Linked DNA regions of Mus musculus: region 2 is linked to region 1. A link is a contact called in public HiChIP or PLAC-seq data. All regions are on one chromosome and are shown on one strand. Each heading gives the region's core, a stretch centred on a gene start, on an enhancer-like site or on the middle of the called end of the contact. The rest is flanking DNA. Distances are from core to core; before and after follow the strand shown.

What was found. HiChIP or PLAC-seq counts read pairs in DNA pulled down with a chosen protein or histone mark.
Region 2: an H3K4me3 HiChIP or PLAC-seq map of bone marrow-derived macrophages shows a contact between it and region 1, with 2.6 times the contacts expected there. The contact joins the promoter of Ttc39aos1 here to the enhancer-like site in region 1. A contact is called at or near these places in 4 of 39 promoter capture datasets (HPC-7-derived erythroid cells, hematopoietic stem and progenitor cells, hippocampal neurons and 1 more), 1 of 484 Hi-C or Micro-C datasets (nephron progenitors), 3 of 115 datasets of contacts at active chromatin or transcription factors (bone marrow-derived macrophages and embryonic stem cells) and 3 of 9 other capture datasets (adipose tissue, liver and pancreatic islet).

The regions. Positions count from the first base shown.
Region 1 is chr4:109,315,915-109,320,760 of GRCm38.p6, reverse strand. The region is part of intron 8 of Eps15 (epidermal growth factor receptor pathway substrate 15); the gene reads right to left. Among named protein-coding and RNA genes, the nearest start is that of Gm52702, 25 kb to the left of the region's middle. Within about 2 kb of position 3,325, at least 21 of the 459 cell types and tissues checked have an H3K27ac peak or open chromatin away from gene starts, as enhancers often do. A contact at or near this core is called in adipose tissue, bone marrow-derived macrophages and liver, where this site is marked.
Region 2 is chr4:109,404,212-109,409,351 of GRCm38.p6, reverse strand. It overlaps Ttc39aos1 (Ttc39a opposite strand RNA 1), which reads left to right and starts at 3,095. Exons shown (of 4, transcript NR_131195.1): 1 at 3,095-3,626; 2 at 4,746-4,840; 3 at 5,083-5,140. Ttc39a (tetratricopeptide repeat domain 39A) reads right to left here and starts at 2,252. Exons shown (of 18, transcript NM_153392.2): 1 at 2,143-2,252. The coding sequence starts at 2,180.

The DNA.
Region 1 (4,846 bases), core at 2,076-4,575:
ATGGCCTCATCTTAAATCTTCTTAAAGAAAAGTTGAAAGAAAACAGGAGAAAAAGAGGAAGAATGAAAAGGAAAGAGGAAGAAAATAAACTCAAAGCTAAATAATTCTCAGGAAGGAATATTCAGTAGCAAAAATTTAAGAGGCACACCCTTCAATTGAAGTTCTTGTAATAGCAAAGAATATAAGAATTTGAGTAGAAAATGCTGTCTATAAAGAAATCTCCTAGTATATAAAATGCTCCTAGAAATTAACAGATCATAAATTTAAGTCCAATAGGAAGATGAACAAAAAATATGAACTAATTTATGCCCCCGACCCAAATGAACATCACAAATAGCTCATCGTTTAACATATAAAAGCCATACTCAATTTTACCCCTAAACTAAAACTACAGGTTAAAATTATAGTGGGTTTACATTTTGCCTAAGTGGCAAGAATCCCAACTTTCATAATGTACTTGGGAGGTGAACTCTCAAAAAAGAGGCACTGTCAGACACTGCTACTGAGCACCAAAGGGTAATAAGTACCACTATGGCAGGATTATTTGTAGCAGAGGGCAACTGGGCAAGACACAAGATAACTTTGCCTTAAACCACCCTTAGTTCTCAAGTGCTGGGGCTACATGGGTGAGCCACAGCCTCACCTAACATTACAAGCATGGAGATGGTGCATCAGAAGCACTCACAGAAGAGGCGTTACTCTAGCTGTTATCGGTTTCTGCTGTTACTATCTATCCACTTTCACTGCTATCTACCATTGGTACCTTTTTGTAATTTGTGCATTCTAGTGTCTTAGGCCTTTTTCTTTGCCTTCTCATTTACCTAAACCTCTACATGTGTTGAAGACACTGTAATAAGCCTAAGTTTTATGCTACTTCTTGGAAAGTTTTTCTTTCCTCAAATTGTCTCCCAAGTAAATATAAATTATACATATTAATAAACATTTTTCTTTTGAGAACATGTCTTTCATTACATGAATCTCAGCCAAGAAATTAAAAAGACTATAGAGGGAAAACTATTGTTTTCTCCTATATAAAACTCAAATCAGTAATATCCTTTTGAAGGACCAACTGATCACCAAATTGCAAATACACTCTTCCCTTTGGCTAAATGATTTCACATCTAGAAATCAATACTTACATTTATTTTCCATATGAAATGCTGCCTGAAAAAAGATTATTAACCATAACAATTGGCTGCAATAGCACCTGTCCATCAATAAAAGACTAACACTAAAGTGATGATATACCTATATAATAAAAAACTATGAAACAATCGTTTTTAAAAAATAATGAAGCTAGGTTGGGAAAGCATACTTCTTTAATCCCAGTACTTGAGAGGCAGATGCAGGAGGATTTCTGAGTTCAAGGACAACCCCGGTCTACAGAGTGAGTTTTAGGACAGCCAGGGCTACACAGAGAAATCCTGTCTCAAAAACAAAACAAAACAGACAAACAAACAAATCATAGGAAAGCATTATGGTATTGTCTTCACGAATACGAAATTTTCAATATTTACCAAATTACATACTTAAATTGGAAGCAATCCATTGTATTCAGTCTCAAAAAACAATATACCAGAAAAAAAAAATCACAATGTATTCTATGAGAAAATAAGTCCAAGAATCTAAAGCACAATGATAACATAAAAAAATACAGTGTTGAACACATACCTCCAGTATATGTGTGCGTGCATGTGTGTTTGTGTGGTGTTATCTTCTGTGGTAAAGAGCAAATAATTATTCAAAATTTTTGTACATTTGAACAAGGAAAATTCAAGGATAAACCAGAAAGTAAGAAAAGTAGCTGGCCAGAGAAGACTACAACAGTTGCAGGCAGAGATGGATCCTTTTTTCACTATCTTCTTGTTTAATTTTGAATGATTAGAATGTATTACCTACCTTAAAATATTTTAAATATCTAAAGTGTGTATGTATATGTGTACATATATTTTAAAAGCTTACTGTCTGTAGAATATTTACTGTAAAACACTGTAACTTCTCCACGTTAAAGATACCTTTCATACTCTCAGAGGATGAAGTTTTATGGCTTTTAAAAAAAGAAAACTTGCAAACTTTATATGCCCCAGTACAGGGGAACGCCAGGGCCAAAAAGAGGGAGTGGGTGGGTAGGGGATTGGGGGGGTGGGTATGGGGGACCTTTGGGATAGCATTGAAAATGTAAACGAGGAAAATACCTAATTAAAAAAAAAAAGAAAAAAGAAAACTAGAGCTGGTGAGATGGCTCAGCGGTTAAGAGCATCGACTGCTCTTGCTAAGGTCCTGAGTTCAAGTCCTAGCAACCACATGTTGGCTCACAACCATCTGTAATGAGATCTGACGCCCTCTTCTGGAGTGTCTGAAGATAGCTACAGTGTACTTACATATAATAAATAAATAAATAAATTTAAAAACTATATAATAAAAGAAAAATAGACAATATCTTTAACCTCAAGAAGGATTTCCGTTGCAACTGAGAGTGGGTGCATTATTTCTTGATTTTTTTTTCCCACTGAAAATTATAATTCTCTCAAAGGAAATTTGCATTGGGCATCTATCTTAACTCCTAAATTTGAGTTTTATAGAATTTTCAAATCAGTACTTACTGAGTACTCAATACAACTGTGACCCACAATTTATATGATGGCTAATATTTTATAAATGAAGAAACGGCAGCTCAGGGATGCTAACTTGACTAATACAATATTTTAAAGATGCCATAGGCTACTGTATAGACTACACCATTGGTGTTACATGCCTATAACCCCATTACTCAGGACCAGGCAGCAGAGAACTGAGTTTGAGCCCAGCCTAGGTTATATGAGAGTCTGTCTCAAAAAAGAACTTTTTAAATATCTATGTATCTATATAGACACTAAAATGTTTATATAATATTATATATAAATGTATATGATACAAACCAAGAACTCCTTAGCTACAATATTAACAATAGCATCTGTGTGATAATTTTGACTATCACTCTTTCCTTTATAATTGGAACAGCTAAATCTGACCTGTGGACCCAGACTTTAGTGCACATCAGAATTTCCTGGAATTCTGGGATCAGTAAAGCTGGCACTGAGTCAGAGAATCTGCATTTCTAACAAGTTCTCTGGGGCTGTGTATCCAGGGATAGCCAAACCAATCCTTTACCACAAACTGGCCAAACAGTTAAGAACTCCATGTCAGTTTGAAAACACATGAACCCTATGTCTTCAAAAACTTGAAGCTTCAGAAAGAAACAATCTACTTCAGAGTATCTGTAGTACTAGGCTGGTACTTTGCTAACAGAGTGACTAGCACACATATCAAGGTCAGCATTCTTGCTGCAGATGAAGTCATTTCCTGGAAAAGTGGACACTGAACAAAACAAAAAAGCAATGCTTGCCATCTGCTGCCAATAGACAACACTTTTTTTTTCCTGAAAGTTGAAAAAGTTACCAATTTCATGTTTCTTAAAAATAGTTTCCCTGACAAAACTAAAGCCAAAATTTTGTTCACCAAAATCCTAAAGATGAACAGAATAATTTTAATACTGCTGGACTATGATCTTGTTCTCTTACTATACTGTACTCTATCCTATACAGACTGCAACTAAAGCAACAGCAACCAGATCAAATAATGTACATCCCCCTCCCAACCCATGTGCCCTGTGTGTCTCTGTGTGTGTGTGGAGAGAAACAACAGTTTTCAAGCTGGTATATACTATGTGAGTACAGAAATACATAAAGACACTAAACTAAAAAGCTTTAGGATATCTTTATTTAAAATAAAACTAGGCTGGGCAGTGATGGTAACAGATTTTAATCCCAGCACTTGGGAGGCAGAGATAGGTGATACTCTTGAGTTCAAGGCCAGCCTGGTGTACAGGATAAATTCCAGGACAGCTAAAGATACACAGAGAAACTTTCTCTCAAAAAAAAAAAAAAAAAAAAAATCCCCAATGGAGGAGGTAGAGAAAGGACCCAAGGAGCTGAAGGGGTTTACAACCACATAGGAGGAATAACAATATGAACCAACCAGTACCCCCCAGAGCTCCCAGGGATTAAACCACCAACCAAAGAGTATGCATGGAGGGACTCAAGGCTCTATCCAAGTATGTAGCAGAGGATAGCCTTGTGAGACATCAATGAGAGGAGAGGCCCTTGGTCTTGTGAAGGCTCTATGCCCCAGTGTAGGGGAATGCCAGGACAGAGAAGCGGGAGTGGGTGGGTTAGGGAGCAGGGGGAGGGGTATGGGATGGGGGGGGTTCAGAGGAGAAATGGGGAAAGGGATTAAAATTTGAAATGTAAATAAAGAAAAATCTAATAAAAAATTAAAAATAATAAAATTAAAAGAATTAAGTAAGTAAGTAAATAAATCATCACAAACAAAGCTAAAGTTACACAGGGTGTCAGAGAAGGAAAGGACTTAGTTTGGGATTAATACCAACTACTGACTTTCTTTAAGTGGTTTTTCTCTTTGTGTTTTAAGCAATATTAACTTTCAGTGGACATCAGATCAATATAAGGATTTTTAAATATCCATCATTTTATTGCACATTAACTGAGTATCTTTCCTATGCACCTACAGTGAGGGAAAAAAAAATGATGGCAAAACATACACATTCTCTTACCCATTAAATATATGCACTCAACCAAATAAATTCTAAAGACATTAGTAACTACGATCTGATGGGCATAGTCTAAGGATAAATTAAAATGGGAACTATTTCCCAAGACAGATGACACACACTGTAATTTAAGCATGTAGGCAGATCGTAAACTCGAGCCCTGTTTTAATAAGCTGTCAGGAGGTGTGGGTGTGAGAAGGCTGTCATATGATAGTATTTTACACTTTAAGAACATCT
Region 2 (5,140 bases), core at 1,846-4,345, 89 kb before region 1:
TGGGGGTGTTCCAGAGGGTTTCACTAACAGGACTTCTCTCTTAAAAGGAGGATAGAGAACGTGGAACACAGTATCTGGCAACACAGGGTGACAAGAACCCAGGGCTTTACCACAGAGGCTAGAGGACGGCTTAGTGGTTAAGTGCTGCTCTCATGGAGGGCCAGAGTCTGGTTCCCAGGACCCTCACCGATGGCTCACAACTGCCCATAGTTCCAACTGCAGGGGATCTGATGCCCTCTTCTGCCTACATAACTTAAAAATCAAAATGCCTTAGAATTATTTACCATTCTTCTGAAGCCTTAAAAACATTTCACACACACATACTCACACACACTCACACACACACACACACACACATTGTTTTGTTTTGTTTTGTTTTGAAACAGAGTTTCTCTGTGTAGCCCTGGCTGTCCTGGAACTCACTCTGTAGACCAGGCTGGTCTTGCACTCAGAAAGAAATCCACCTGCCTCTGCCTCCCAAGTGCTGGGACTAAAGGTGTGTGCCACCACTGCCCTGCACATTTCACATTTCACATTTGTTAACTGGGCATGGTAGCACATGCCTGTAGTCCCAGCTGGTGGGAGGTAGGGATGGGACCATGAGGAGTTCAAAGGTCATCCTTGGGTACACAAAGAGTACACCAGCAGCCTGGGCTACAGGAGACCCTGTCTTAACCCACCCTGTCCCCACTGCCAAGAAAGTATTGTTATATGGTAGATAAAACTTTATTACAGTTATACCCAGACAAGATCTGAGTGTTTGTTGAGACTAAGTGTCTACAGATGGAAGCGGGATTTGCTTCTACTTTGGTTTTCTTCTCAAATCCCACAAGGATGGCACTGACCAGAAGCAGGGGACTGGACAAATGGGCCTGTGTGAGCACAAAGATTGGGCCCTCACAGGCATACAGGAACACAGATGTTCTGTTTTTTGTTAGAACTTTGTGCTTACTGGCCTGGAGGCTGGGAGCAGAGTTAGAGGTACCCAGGGTTCTTCCAGGGACTCAGGCACAGCTGTGGTATATAGGCAAGAGGGACGAGTCTGGCTTTCAGCCAGCAAGTCTGGGTTTGTGGATGGAAGCCTTGTTCCATGTCTGCCTTTTCTCCTGAAAACCACGCTTCTAATACTGAAGGGTGGTGTTCGGACAGGGCTGCGCAGAAAGGTAGTCAGCCAAGCTCCGGAGCTTTCAACCCTCAGCAGGAAGAGCGTAGCTAACCCAGCCTCTCTGTGTTTTCCAAAGCAGGAACCAGAAGTCAGGGAGGTTTGGTCAAATGCCTTGACCAAAATTATACAACAGAAAATGATTAGGGGAAAACTTAACAGGTGACTTCCTCCAGCCACGATGTTCCTCAGCACCGAGCTACCATTCTCTCAGACCCACACTAGAGGCTTCCAGCTGGCTGGTGGTTTCTCTCCTCCCTGTTCATCTGTCAGGCCTCAGGCCCTTGGCAAATATTGTCACTAGTCTGAGTCTCCAGGTAGGGCAGGCACCCCTCCCAGCTCACCTGAGCAGGATCTCTCTCTGCCCAGCAACCTCCCAGCAGCCTAGGATCCCAGCAACTGCCCCCTAAGCACTGAAACCCAAACACAGCAGAGCTGCTGACTATCTCCAGACAGCAACTGGCAGTGCCCGGGATCAACCTAGGGGGTCTGACTGTGACTTTGGAGGGGTGGGGGTGGGGCTGGCCAAGACAGCCATGTTGATAGTGACAGCACCCACCTTGACAACCTAGGTTCCTGGTACACCCAATACCCTGGGCCCGAGCACACTTAGAGCCCTTCAAATACCCCAAATATCCCTAAAGGGGATGTCACCAGACAGAGCTGTGTTCAAATCTCACTTTCCACTCTTACCTCCTGGATAATCAAAGTCACTTAAGAGCTATGCCTCAGTTTTCTCATCTGTAAAGAAGGGTGATCGTAACAAGGCCCACCCCATGGGTATAGACTCCATGAGGAGGGAGAGAAAGTTGGGACCCAGAAGGCCTGTGACTGAGCCAGGGTCCCCAGGAGGCAGCGGGGCGCGGGCTGCAGGCTGCGCAGCGGCTGGAGCCGCAGTGCGGTCCCGGGGCTCCTCCTAGGAGGCCCCCGCAGCGTTCGCCCTGCACGGCCCGCGCCCCGAGGCGGCCTCCGCCACTCACCCCGCCGGCAGGTCGCCCGGGCCGCTGGCCGTGGTCATCGCTGCGCGCGCCGGACGCCAGGCGCAGCCCAGGTGCTGCGGCCGGATCCCAGCGACGCGGCGGCCGGGGAGGGGCGCGCCGGGGGGCGGGGAAGGCGACGGGGCCGGGCCGGTCTCGGGCTGCCCACCCGCGCAGTGGGACCATGGCCGCGCCCGCGCAGCGCAGCGCCCGCCCCTGGCGCTGGCCAGGTGGGACCCGGGCGCTCAAGGTCGGCACAGCCTGGCCTTGGAGCATCGGCGCAGACATGGACCGGAGCTGCCAACACCTCCACCCACTCGGGCTGGGAAATTCTCCACCTTCCCTAGGCCTCAGCTCCCGGCCCCACACCTGAGATCTCGCGGTCCAGCCTCACTGCCGGGCCATGTTAGCGGAGAAAGCCTAGCTTCTGCAGACAGGCGTGGACATTCATTCTAACCGCTTGCCCAAACGGGGCCAGTGTTTTGCAAGAGACCAGAAGGCGGGAAAGCGGGCGGGTTAGCACGCACCGCTAGCAGGCAGCTCACACTCTCCTTCTCAAACAATCCCTAAAATTGCCATTTTTTTTTTTTTCAGATGCGAAAACTCGAGCGGTTGAGTTCATGTGACCTGTGTAGAGCCACTCTACAGTAAGTGGCCAGCAGGAACTGCAACTTAGCCCTCCTAACTCCAAAGCTCACACTCAGCCCCTTCTCCCTTTGGCCCCCTCCTCTCTCACTTCCAGAGTGAGTGGTCCATCCCCCAGATGCCCACTTTGCACTTAGACCTGAGACAGGTTCCGAAGAAGCCCACATGATCTTCTAGCAGAGAGCCCTGGCCCATTAAGAGTTAACCGGCCACTACCTCTGGGCCCCAGATGCTCTGGTGACTCATCATAACACGTGGCTGCCATTAGATTAGAGCTGTCCCTTTAGAAAGGCAAGGGACAGGAGGAGGGATTGGCCCTGAGCTCCAGGATGTCAGAAGAGGAAGCAAAAAAGAGCAGCCTGCAAATGCAGCCATGGTGGGAAGGACTTGGATCAGATCCCAGAGGAGCCAGGCAACTTGAGTTTAGGAATAGGGAGAAATGTCTGGGGGATTGCTGCTCTCATCAAGATAACTGCCTGGAAAGACTGTGAGTTGTTTGTTGTTCTTTTTAAAAATATTTTTATGTGTATTAGAGTTTTGCCTGCAGCTATGCCAGAGTGAAAGTGACACATCCCCTGGAGCTGGAGTTACAGACATTGTGAGGCGCCATGTAGGTGCTGGGAATTGAACCTCTGTCCTCTGGAAGAGCAGCCAATGCTCTTGACTGCTGAGCTATTTCCCAGGATGTCCTTATGCTGCTCTGTGTGAGCAGAGGCCAGGCACTGCTATGTGGAAACTATCCCAACTTTGGTAGCCTCACATATGGGCTTGAAAAGACGATGATGGGAACCTGACCACAACAGCATGTACCAGCAACCATTATTTAAGGAACCCAGACGAGGGTGAGTATGTTGGGGAAGGGGGAAGGGGGGGGGAAGGGTCTGTCCGGAGCAGATGGGAGCTGAGCCTTGAGAAGTGCGTTAATGAAGCTGGGAGCAGGTGTGCTCCATGAGGGACCAATATAGACAAAGGCACAGGAGTGGGTAAGGGCACACTGATGAATGCTGGGGTCTGTGGTTCTGAAGAGAACAGTGTAGAGACGAGTGAGTCCTAGGTGATGAGGCTGAAGCCTGTCGCACGCCCCACACAGTCATGTCCTCGGGCATTTGTACATGCTGTTTCTTTTGCCTAGGACACACACTCCTTCCTGGTCACATAATTCATCCATGGAACCAGGGATGGAGCCAACAGCTTATCACTGAAAGGTCTCTCTTCAAAAGAAAAAACAGTCCTTCACAACACTACACACTTGTAACACGTGGGAGGTAGAGGCAGAAGGTGCAGGAGCTCAAAGTTATCCTTAGCTAAGGCTAAGGGCTTCCAGGCTAGCTAGGCTATATGAGAAATGGACAGACAGGGACTGGAGAGATGACTCAGTGGTTAAGAGCACTGGCTGCTCTTACAAAGGTCCTGAGTTCAAATTGCAGCAACCACATGGTGGCTCACAACCACCCGTAATGAGATCTGATGCCCCCTTCTGGTGCTGTCTGAAGACAGCTACAGTGTACTTAGGTATAATAATAAATAAATCTCTGGGCCAGAGTGAGCAGGGCCAACCGGAGCTAGCGGGGCCAATTGGAGTGAGCAGAGGTCCTAAATTCAATACTCAACAACCACATGAAGGCTCACAACCATCTGTACAGCTACAGTGTACTCACATACATAAAATAAATAAATAAATAAATAAATCCTTTAAAAAAAGAAATGGACAGACAGCATGAAAGGTAGCACGGGGGATAGGTAGACACAACAGATTGCTAAAGTAAAAAAATTCAGGGCCTTGTTGGAATGACAGAAGAGGCCAGGTAAGTGGTCCTGAAGCAACTAAGCTCCATTAGTTCTGATTCTACTTAGCCTGGCTAAAAAAAATTCTATTTTTATTAAGAACTTGTATCAGTTCAGATGTCACCTCTCCCAGGAAGTTCCTGGCTGGGTCCCAGACTCTCATCTCTTGCCTCCAGTGAGCAGCCCTAACTCCTGTGGGTGACACTGTGTATGACACGGGGAAGGAGCAGGAAGAGATGCCTGTACGTGACTCTCGTGGACATCTCTCAAGGTACGGTAAAGTCTGATCGTCACTGTGTTTCTGCCTATGGATGGCTGACAGTGAACACTGGCTTCAGGGAGGTCCCAGCTCCCTCTGAGGGAGTCAGCTTAGCAATGGCTGACTCATGTCAAAGGCCACTTACAAGCCACGCATGCTTGTAATCTTGGCCAACCTTCATTTTTAACTGCTCTGTGAAGCTCAGTTTCTGCAGAGGGAAATGGAAATAACCCTACCTACTTCCCTGTGAGCAGCAAGAGTTCGTGCACATGGAGACGGAGACGGAGAGGCCTGGCATGCAGCACAGCGGTA